3 separate regions of the Mus musculus genome follow, and regions 2 and 3 are each linked to region 1. The links are chromatin contacts, called in public HiChIP or PLAC-seq and Micro-C maps. All regions are on one chromosome and are shown on one strand. The core of a region is the stretch at or near the end of the contact, and the rest is flanking DNA. Distances in the headings are between cores, read along the strand shown. Region 1 has its middle 25 kb from the start of Gm34700. Region 2 holds the start of Gsx1 (GS homeobox 1). Region 3 overlaps Plut (PDX1 associated lncRNA, upregulator of transcription).

Region 1 (3,586 bases), core at 171-2,670:
TGGCTCACAACCATCTGTAATGGGATCCGATGCCCTCTTGTGACATCTCTGTAGAGAGCAACAGTGTACTGATACATAAAAAAAATTAAATAAATCCTTAAAAACACCACCACCACCACCAACAACAACAGAATGTAGATGCCGGTCCGCTGTGCAATCACATGTATGAGACATGCAATGCTGGTCTCGCATGGACTTCTCACTCTGCTACTGAAGGACTTGCGTCCCCATCCGTTCTGTCCGTATTTGCATGCCAGCTGGGCTGTCAACTCGACTCCTGGCAAAGGGGGCGTTCTGGGTCAGGAGTCTGTTGCCAGCTCTGAATTCTTTCCAAGGAAGGTTAAAATCCCTCTAGGGTATAATGCAGTCCCCCAAAGCCCTCTTAGCTTCTTTGGGGGCCCAAGGAGGACAAAGAATCTGGGGGAAGGGTGAAATCAGTGGATGGTTCTGGGGCTTAGGAATGGGGGTGGGGTGGGGTGGGTGGGGTGGAGTGGGGGCCTGAACCCATTCAGCCCCTGAGGGCAGTAGGTGACAGGGTTGTAGAAGGTCACTGCTATTAGAGAGGACTCTGGGAATGTCAAGCTGCTGCAATCACCCTCAGGAGGTCACTGCTGAGTTTGAGTCAGACTCTGTGGGATGAGAGGGTCCCTTTTAAGAGCCACTATTTAAATTTAAATTTTACTCTATGTCTTACCCAGAGCCACAGGATCTCAACCATGTGGACCCATGAAAGGAAACCACTTCTTTCTAACATAATAAAATACTGCTTTAACTGAGATACCATAAAACAGGACCACGTTGGCCGTCATCATGCATGCGGTTCGGCGGCATTGAGTCCCTTCTAGTCCTTGCGCAACCCCCACCATCTGCCTCCACGGCTTTTCATCATGCAGAACCGAAACTGGAGCAGATTTCATTAAACATTAACTTCCTCCACCCACCGCGGCCAGCTCCTGGCAGCCAACACCCCAGTCTTCCTTTCTAAGTCTGACCTCATGTATGTAACATCATACAGGAATTCTCTTCTCGGGTCTGGCTTATTTCATCAAGTCATTCAGAGTAGCCAAGTGTCCCCTGGCTTTAGCCACTCCGTCACATGTGCCAGGTTTTATTCCTTTTCAGTCTGAGTACTATTCCATTGGGTGCCGAGGCCGCGGTCTCCTCATGCTGGGGGACACATGGCTACTCTGAATGACTTGATGATGAACACAGGTGAACCAGAGACCTACTTGCAAGGAATACCTTCCAGGACCACCCTCTCCAGCTCCCCCCCCCCCCAGCCCCACTCTCCCAAGGATTTCTGAAACGGCAGGGTTCTTGGACACTATCCAAGATAGAGATGCTCTGTACAAGGACAGTCAATCGGATAACTGAGTTAGCTCCTAGGTAACTAGAAAACAGGTAGCATGTACCGTGTGGATACACTACACAAAAGCATGACCAACCCCGGGCTGGGAGGAGCGGAATGACAAAGGCCACTGTGCCACTTCTTGGAATGAGGCACTGTTTAGAACTTGTGAAATGCTCATTTCTGGATTTTTTTTTTTCCATTTAGTTTTCAACCCAACCACAGGCAGGTTGAAACTGTAGAAAGAGAATTATGGGTAAGAGCTTCCTCCAACTGCAAAGGAACTAGATGACTTTAAAGATTCCCCCAAGAGGTCCCAGCAAGTTGAGAATGGCTGAAGTTAATTGCTTTTGAGCACATATTATGCACCACTGACTACCTGATGGGCGTTTGCTCTGTGGCTCCTCACAGCTCGTGAAGTGGGACCCACCGCCATTCTTGGATTCAGAAATCAGACACAAGAGAGAGCCTCTGGAGCCACGGTCCAATTGTAGGTGGAGCTCAGGCCTCTGTCCCCAGCGCTATGCTATTCTGTCCGCCTCTCGCCATGGCTCCTGGCAGCACTTCCACTTCAAGGGAAAGGCCCTTGAAACACAGCTTAGAGACATCAGAATGCAATCTTCAATTTCACCCTGGAAAGAATTTTTTTTTTCCTGCACACCAAATATTTAGTAAGGAGGTTTAATAAATAAAGGTTGTTTATTTTATGTGATCATAGTTATTTTTATTTTAACTTGCAGCTTCATGGTTATTTTATAATAAGTTATCAGCCTGTGTGTTTCCTGAGGTTCAGTAATGCGGAAGCTGTTTCGTGGGACTAAGGCCGTGTGTTACCCGCGACAATACTGCCATCCTGTGGCGGGATGGAACACTGCAGCTTTGTTAACTATCCAATCCTGCAAGGGCAGGTGAAGAAAAGGTCAGGGTTGTATTCAAACGGGGATGGGGGTGGGGGTGGGGGTTGGGGTGGAGGGTGGGGGTGGGTGCCCTCTCCTGCTTGAGGCCACAGTCAGACCATGTCCTCAGTTTGTCAGAGTCCAGGACACACACAGTTCCTGTTCCCTTTGACTCTCGGAGACTCCTGCTCAGACGGGAGTTGTGGCGGGAGACTCAGGGCGCTGGTGGGAGGGTAATGGCAACCCCACCTGCAACCACAGGGACCAAGAATCCAAACGTGGTGTGCATCTCACCCTGTCCTTACTTTTAAGAGGTTTCTATTAACCAGAATTTTCCTTCCTTTCCTCTCTCATCATCCCCCCACGTCGCCTTCTCCCCTCCCAAAAAGGTTGGGGGAGTGTGTGTGGGCGGGGATGCATTGGGAAGTGACCAGATCAGACCTAATTGCCAGCAAACAAGCTCAGGTATATAGGAGCAGCTCTTGGGCAACGCCGAGGACAGAGAAGTCAGGTGGGGAACCCTGGATGTGTCAGGAATGAGCTGGCTTTTCGCCATATAAGGTCCTGGTTCAAGTGCTTGGTAGTTGTTCAACTCGGGGCTGGCGCCGTCCGGAACTCAGTTTTGGTGCCATCTGGGTAAGGGGGGGCTTGACAATTCGGGCAGGGCTGTAGAGAGGGGCTTTCTGGCCCACACCATGCTGGTCTTTGGTGATGGCTCGTGTTTGCTGTCAGTAAACCATGCATTATGGGCACCAGGAGGAGGGTGTTTGAATTAATTTAAATGTATGACTGTTTTGCCCGAACATATGTATGGGAACCATATGTATGTCTTGTGCCTGCAGAGGCCAGAACGACCATTGAATCCCCTAGAACTGGAGTTACAGATGGTTGTGAGCTGTCATGTGGGTGCCAGGAATTGAACTTGGGTCCTCTGCAGGAGAAACCAGTGCTCTTAACCACGGAGCCATCTCTGCAGCCCTGTGTAAATGTTCTAAAAGATGAGATCTTTTAGGTCACAGTAGTTACTGTCGGCTGGGCCAAGGTGACCTGGATATGTCTAGCTTGGATTCTGTGGAGGTCATGAACTCAGGGCAACTAGCTACACAGCCAGTGTTCTGTGACTGTGTCCCTCTACACAGCCTCTTTCCTTCCCTAGCACGCTGGGCAATCACACAAACATTCAATCTCCCTCTACCCGCTTTCTATTTTTCTTCTCCAGAGTCTTACTATGTAGCCTTGGCTGGTTTGGAAATTGCTATGGAAATCAGGCTGGCTTCAAACTCAGAGATCTGCTTACCTCTGCCTCCTGAGTGTTGAAGTGGTCTCTCTCTCTCTCTCTCTC
Region 2 (3,252 bases), core at 232-2,731, 510 kb before region 1:
AATGGTCCTCTAAAAGGCGCACCTACGGAGTGACTGTGAGATCTCTGTCATCCTTCCCGGAGGAAGATGGAGACATGGGCAATTCGTCGTCGTCCTCTGAGCATTTGGCTGAGGAGAGCGAAGAGCACTTGCAGCCTTGCGGTGCGCCCCCGCCGGCCCCCGCCCCAGCTCCGCCGCGGTGGTTACTGCCTTTGCCTTCTTTCTTGTGCTTCACCCGGCGGTTCTGAAACCAGATCTTCACCTGCTTCTCGGACAGGTTCAGATAGGTCGCGATCTCGATGCGCCGCAGGCGGGAGAGGTACATGTTGGAGGCGAACTCTCGCTCCAGCTCCAGGAGCTGTGTGCTGGTGAACGCCGTCCGCATCCTCTTGCTGCTGGGCAGCTGGTTCGAGCTGCTGTCTGGAGGGCGATGGGGGGGGGGGGGAGGGAGGGAAAGAGAGAGAGAGAGAGAGAGAGAGAGAGAGAGAGAGAGAGAGAGAGAGAGATCATCAAACCTCTGAGCCTTGGGCCTAATTTCCCGCTGAACTGAGGCTAGCCTCAACCTTGGAATCAGGCACACATCCCTTCCATCCTTCCATTCATCACTCCACAGGCGGGTGCCTCCTTGCCAAGTCACAGACTCCAATTCTCCTCGGAATCGGTTGTCCCTAACACCCCTTTAAGGAACATCTCAAAGCTGGCCTTAACCCCTTCCCCTTCGCCCCAGGATCTTTCTGGCTTCTCCCCGGTTCCTACGTCCGGTCCCAGTCTAGCACTGTGAGCGCCCCTCGAGTATCCTCACCGTCCCCCATAGCGCGCCGTTTCCCCATCCCTAGCTCACTCACTTCCCCCCACCCCGGGACCACCGCCCCCCAATTTCGCGCGGGGACCCCGCTTACCCACAGAGATGCAGTGAAACTGTCTGGGATCCGGCAGCGGGTAGGAGGTCTGGTAGAGTGCAGCAGCTGCTGCGGCCGCAGCCGGGCCGTGGGCGACTCCAGGGGACACGGAGTGCTGGCGGCCCAGGGGTGCGTGGCAGTACTGCGATCCGAAGGGAGGGAAGGACGCCTTGAGTAGCGGCAGTGCCGGCGGCCCGGGGGGCCCGTGCAGCTGCGAAGCGGTGACACAGAGGGGACACACGCACAGCAAGCCGGCCTTGCGCGCGTGGCAGGCGCCCGGCGAGAGGCCGTGGAGCGCGTGCGGCGGCGGGACCGCGTAGGGGAAGAGCGGTGGCGGGCTGCCCTCCGGAGCCTTCTTGTCGCTGGCTTCCCGCAGCACAAGGGAATCCACCAGGAAGGAGCGCGGCATGGCTCCGGCGCGCGGTCCACCTGCCGCCAGCCCGCCCCTGGAGCCCGAGGGAACTGCAGATCCTGTCGTAGCTTCCCCTGGCCGCGGCCACCCGCAGCTTCCCGGGCCCCGGAGGCTCCACGCGCGGCTCAAGCCCGGGCTGGAATCACCTTGGCTGCTGCTGCGGGCACCTCCCGGAGCGGGCGAGGTGCTGGCCAGCGCTAGTGGTGCTGAAAGACGCCGGCGGCGCCGCTTAAATAGGACTATTGCCATGTGATGGGCTACGCCAGGAGCGGCCGGGGCCTCTCAATAGGGTTTTTGTGCCCTTTCTCTTGGCATTCACTCTGCACGCTTCCTCATTATTTCACTTGTTAACTAAATGAACTGCATAATGTACTCTATTCTTGTCAACCCCACCCACGCCGTAACAGGCGCACTCGCCCCCCTCCTCTTCCCTTTTCGGGTTTATTTTCTCATTCTCCCGCGATTTAATATTCTTTTCTTTCTCTTTATTTCTTACTTTCCTTTGGCTTTGCGCTGGCGATCGGTCCATTTATCTTATTGATTTCCGCACCCGTGCTGCCTCGCTTGCACAGATCCCCGTGGGCGCACACCCATCTCCTCTGCCCACTTGATCCTGGTCCCTTTCTTTCTGTTACTTCTTCCTTGCTCGTTCCCCCCACCCCAGTTCCACCAAGTGTATCGCTTTCGCTTAGTTCTCGAAGCTCAGCTCTGCATCCTATGAAGCATCCTAATGGGCGGCCACCATTCCCACCTGTGGAGTCTCTTCTCTCGCACTATTTGGAGACAGAAAAACAAGGTTTCTGAGTGCGCCTCAGAGGATGAGAGAAAGGCTCCCTAGTCCTCATTGGAGACTAACCTCATCTCTGTCCGTGTTTTCTCAGAAAATCAAAGGCTCCCAATTTTGGTGTTGCCTGTGACTCCTCATCTTTGTTCGGTGGACCCTTGGCCAACCAGCTCTTCCCTTCAACAACAGGGCCGTGTATGTAAAGAAATAGCAACAAAACAAGTACGCGGGTGGGTAGTCTTTGAAAATACGGACAGATACATAGCAAGGGGAGTGAGAGCCGAATTCGTGGGTATGAAGCTTTCCCACCCCACCAAACGTGGTGAGTGTGGATGGTGTAGACTCTCACAGACGTTGCGCGCGCACTCTCCACTCGCACACACTCCACTAGACACGCCGGTGCACTCGAAAGCGTTGCTTCCCACGGCTGGAGAGAAAGGAAGAGCACTCTTCTGTCTTTCCCAGTTTCTGTTGCCCTTTGCTTCCTCCTACCGTCGCCGCACTCTTTTTTTTCTTTCTTTCTGGTAACACAATGGTTAAACAACTTCAAATGCCACGCTCTGTGTACACAGCTTCAGTTTTTTAAAAAAATCATCCCGGGATTCAGAGCTGTCTCTGTCCCTGTGCGTTTAACATACAATGAGAAATTAGCATAAAAGATTTCGAATTTACTACTTTCGATTTTACAAATCGCCACAGTCACCTGCTCTGAACCGTGAACGGAATCGTGAGACCAAGAAAGGGGAGCTTTACGGAGGGGGTGGATGAATCAGTGCAAGGCCGCCCAAACCCGAGGCCTCTGTATGGGTTTGCAGTGTTCATGACATCCGAGCCGCCACAAACAACTGGTTAAAAAAATCAAAGATGATTTGTTATGGGAGAGGGTGTGTGTGAGAGCAACTGCCTCGACAATGGGAGGGTCGCCATAGGGGGAGCTAACCTGCGTGGAGGGCGTGCCATCTCGCCATCTAGCAAGAGTGAGGGCTCAGTGGTCCCCTGGTGCTTGGCATGCGGTGCCCCCAAGCTATGGTCTCGGCCCCAAAGCTCCCGCAAACCAGCCGGTACGCATCAATGCAGCCTAATTCCCGTTCTAATTGCTCTCTGGGAAATTTGGGCTGGGCTGGGTGGCGGGAGAGCTGAGACTAGAGAGGGGCTCCCCGCTGGGCTGAGGCGGGTTA
Region 3 (3,733 bases), core at 607-3,106, 560 kb before region 1:
TTTTCTTGAATGCGACTGTTGCACGTTTTTCTTAAAGCCACGTGTGTCTGAGGAGACTCGGGTTTGGTTGCTTTGGATACCAAGAACACGAGCTTGTCGGATATGAAGACAGAAGAAATGGTGACCCACCCCATGGAGGTACACAGCCAGGTATGCCACCCATACGCTCCCAAGAGAGACTGCTGCTTGGACAGCAGCCGTTCCCAACTCGATTGCGATGGGATTGTCCCTCCTCTGCTCCCTTAGACAGAGTAATGGACGAAAATGACTGTCAGGTTTCTCCAGGCAGAGACCTGGGTATGGAGGACAGACCCCAGAGAGCCTGGATCCAGGAGAAGACGTGGAAGTGTTGGAGTGGGAAGGTCAGGTCTGCTCAGGGATAAGTCTGAACTGTGACATTGCAATTCTGGTGAGTATCACAGACAAAGCAGGGCTTCTCAACATGTGGTCCTCGGATCAGCACAAACATCTCCCGCGAGCTTCTACAAAATACGGTCTAAGGCGCCAGCCAGACCTTCTGAATCAGGAAACTGAGACTGAAAAGCTGGGCAGTGGTGACGCACACCTTTAGTCCCAGCACCCGGGAAGCAGAGGCAGCTGAATCTTTGAGTTCAAGGCCAGCCTGGTCTACAGAGCAAGTTCCAGGACAGCCAGAGCTACGTGAAGAAACTCTGTCTCAAAAAGAGAAAGGAAGCAAGGAAGGGAGAGAGAGAGAAAGAAAGAAAAGAAAGTAAAGAAAGAAAGAAGGAAGGAAGGAAGGGAGGGAGAGAGAGAGAGAGAGAGAGAGAGAGAGACAAACTAGGGATTTCACAGACATCCTAGTAGTTTACCCATTCTAAGTACTCAACACCTGGATCTATATTGTCTTTTCAGTCATGAAACTTCATCTCAACTTGAAAATCTGAACTAGATCCCAGTGATATGTCAGTTATGGGGTTAGAGGGAGTGAGGTAGGAGGGCTGAGGGAAGATTCCACCCTGCATGTCCTCAGCCTCTAAACCAGAGGTTCTCAACCTGTGGGTCATGACCCCCCCACCCCCCCACCCCGCCAGACCTTTGGAAGGCACCACAGGAATTTACATTACAGGTCCTAACAATAGCAAAGTTGCAGTTATGAAGTAGCAATAAAAAGAATGTTCCCACAACATGAGGAACCCTATTAAATAGGGTCACCACATTAGGAAGGTTGAGAACCACTGCTGCAGCCATGAGCGGCTTCCGTGCTGTGGCTCTGAACATTGAGGAAATCACAGGCAGAGGCCAGGGATTGCTGGCGATGGCCTCTGTCCCAGCCGTGTGTGTTCTGCAGGAGTGAAGGAACAAGAGAGCTCTCTCTCCCTGCCAGATCTGCTGACTTTGTGACTAGCACACCTGTCTGGCTAGCTTGTAAACTGAATGGCCACTTTCTCCTGACAATGGCCTGCTCAGAGAATGATTTATGGGCAGTCAGTTCTCATTTATAAAAACGACAACACTCCAGCTGATAATATTGATAGATGTGAAATTCGGTATCTGCAGGATAAAAGCCACTGGCCCCGCCGAGACTTTTGGCCGCCTGGCAAAGGCGTGGTGTGCTGACTGCTGCTAGTTCTCTGAGGAGTGTTTAAGGTCCACGGCATTAAACTCAACACTAGGTTCTGGGCAGATCCCAGGAAGAAAGGCTACGGAGGAAATGCTTTGCTCTGTGATTCTCATATAGCAAGGAGCTATGGGGTCAGTCACTTAGGTCACGGAAGACAGACATGTGGGCAGCGAAGCTGTGGCTGAGACGTCCTCAAAGAGCGCTCTCTGTGGTGTGCCGGTAAGTACAGTGAGGAGTTGGCACCACCTTATATCTGCAGGTTTCAAAGTTCTTGGGGTGAGTCAGCCGTTCCTTATACTTCTTATGAGGCACCCTGAAGTACAGGTTAGGCAGTGGCAAGGCAGGTCATGGAGTGACTAACCAAGCTGCTGCCCTTGTGACCCAAGGACAGCTAGAGAAGGAGACAGGGTCTGCAGAGGACTTTCACAGTTTGGTGCCCGACCTGGTGCCGCACCGGATCCCCCAAGCAGGTACGTAAAAGCTCTGATTTCACTTTTGGGTGTGAGGCATAGAATCTGGGAGCCCCCTGATGCTGAGCCACACCCCCTCGCCTCTTAAACTAGCTCCTCTTCAAAAATTTTGGTTTGGTAGGTGTGTGCTAGGGTGGAGATCGGAAGTCTAGTTTAGCCGTGTCCGTGGGTGACTGCGGTGCATGACCACACTTGGCACTTAAGAGTCAATGAATATGGGGTGGAGGAGCTGCGGAGGTACCGACTGCCATCAGAAAGGTGAGGGACCCGACCACCACCAGAAAGGCTATTCTCTTCCTTCCTACTACTCCCTCAGTCAATCAGGGTCTCCACTTAAAGGGGTTATATGCCCTGTTGAGATGTCAGTGTGTCCCAACAATTAAAAATTATTTTTTTATATTGTATTCATTTACTTACTTTGTATATACGGGTGTTTGGCCTGCATGGATATCTGTGAAACACCTGCATGACAAGTGCCCAAGGAGGCCAGGAGCGGGCGTCACATCTCCTGGAATTGGAGTTATAGGAGTGTGAACCACCATGCCTGGGTTGGGAATTGAACCTGGGCTCTTTGGAAGAGCAGCCAGGGCTCCTCGCCACTGAGTCATGTCTCCATCCCCATGATTCTGATCAGGGTTGAAAGAAGCTAATGTTTTCTGAGGGACAGAGAGACATTTTTCTTTAGCCTTGTGGTCACTGGTAAGTTGGCCACACCCCTGTAAGTAATGCCTCATCCATTCCACCCTCCTCCCTCTCCCCTTTCACCCTCCTCCTTCTCTTCCATTTACTTTTGGGCCATTTCCTTCCTCCTGTCAACATTAGCGTTGGCCTTGTGGGAGGGGCATATCATTTTATCTGACCCCTGTGATCGCATCCAGCAAAGACTCTTCCAGACCTCACACGGGGTACATGTCTTGAGTTATGGCAAACTGGTGGCAATAAGAAAAGTCCTTTATTCTGATCTGAAAGGCTGATGGTGGAATGTGGGCCTTAGAAAGCACAGCTGTTTGCCCTGTTTTCCCAACACTGAGTGGAAAGGAAAATCCTTCCTGAAGAACACATGTAAACATTTCCTGAGAAGGCCACGGTTCTGCTTCCTGCAGCTTAGGTTCAACATTCACACAAGGAAACGTGAAGATGGCTAACCACAGCAGCACGCAACTGTTGACACCAGGCCTGTCAGAGCCCTCCAGTCAGTCCTCTTGAAATGGAAGGAAGCTGATAGACCATCATCCTGAAGAGACAGGAGCCAATTACAGAGAAATGGAGGCTTTTCCGTACAGTCCTGGGGCATGGCGGCCTGGAGCATGCAGGCTACCCACTGCTGGTTGTGACAAGGCTTTGCACAGAAGTGAGGGGGACTCATGACCCTGAGTGACGAGGAATTATGTGACAAAGGGAGCATGCACTGTGCTGTCACCACTCAGCAAACCATACCTCAAACTCCTTCAGGGCCAGGGTGCCTTTTTGCAGCGTCTTTATCTTGTGCACCTCATAGAATCAGCTAAGAAGGCAGTGTCTATTTTCTCGCCAGCTAAGGGCTTGAGCTGTCCCCATAGTGTATGACAAAGGCACCCAGGAGAATCTGGATTTTATTCAGTGGGAGAGAATAAAGAGATTGCTAAGGGTTTGTGCGTGGAGTTGGTTCACAGAGAATCAAAACCACCTGGGGCCAGCTTTG

The links. A called contact is a pair of places that touch in the nucleus more often than the background predicts. HiChIP or PLAC-seq counts read pairs in DNA pulled down with a chosen protein or histone mark.
Region 2: a Micro-C map of B cells shows a contact between it and region 1, with 2.9 times the contacts expected there. The contact joins the promoter of Gsx1 here to the enhancer-like site in region 1. A contact is called at or near these places in 16 of 39 promoter capture datasets (the 3T3-L1 cell line, 3T3-L1-derived adipocytes, the HPC-7 cell line and 10 more), 1 of 484 Hi-C or Micro-C datasets (B cells), 3 of 115 datasets of contacts at active chromatin or transcription factors (embryonic midbrain, embryonic stem cells and large pre-B cells) and 1 of 9 other capture datasets (embryonic stem cells).
Region 3: an H3K4me3 HiChIP or PLAC-seq map of intestinal villus epithelium shows a contact between it and region 1, with 18 times the contacts expected there. The contact joins two enhancer-like sites. A contact is called at or near these places in 4 of 15 datasets of contacts at CTCF or cohesin (the NIH/3T3 cell line, embryonic stem cells, large pre-B cells and 1 more), 50 of 484 Hi-C or Micro-C datasets (B cells, the Ba/F3 cell line, the C2C12 cell line and 31 more), 6 of 115 datasets of contacts at active chromatin or transcription factors (the 230-238 cell line, bone marrow-derived dendritic cells, intestinal villus epithelium and 3 more) and 1 of 9 other capture datasets (embryonic stem cells).

The regions. Positions count from the first base shown.
Region 1 is chr5:146,674,000-146,677,585 of GRCm38.p6, reverse strand. No RefSeq gene overlaps it. Among named protein-coding and RNA genes, the nearest start is that of Gm34700, 25 kb to the left of the region's middle. Within about 2 kb of position 1,420, at least 117 of the 459 cell types and tissues checked have an H3K27ac peak or open chromatin away from gene starts, as enhancers often do. A contact at or near this core is called in B cells, the HL-1 cell line, the HPC-7 cell line and 4 more, where this site is marked.
Region 2 is chr5:147,186,925-147,190,176 of GRCm38.p6, reverse strand. Gsx1 (GS homeobox 1) reads right to left here and starts at 1,481. Exons shown (of 2, transcript NM_008178.2): 1 at 879-1,481; 2 at 1-399. The coding sequence starts at 1,287. The coding sequence ends at 23.
Region 3 is chr5:147,233,729-147,237,461 of GRCm38.p6, reverse strand. The region is part of intron 3 of Plut (PDX1 associated lncRNA, upregulator of transcription); the gene reads left to right. It overlaps Gm38750 (a long non-coding RNA gene), which reads left to right. Exons shown (of 3, transcript XR_868709.1): 2 at 1-150; 3 at 286-584. Among named protein-coding and RNA genes, the nearest start is that of Gm38750, 3.0 kb to the left of the region's middle. Within about 2 kb of position 1,856, at least 20 of the 459 cell types and tissues checked have an H3K27ac peak or open chromatin away from gene starts, as enhancers often do. A contact at or near this core is called in the HL-1 cell line, intestinal villus epithelium and pancreatic cancer cells, where this site is marked.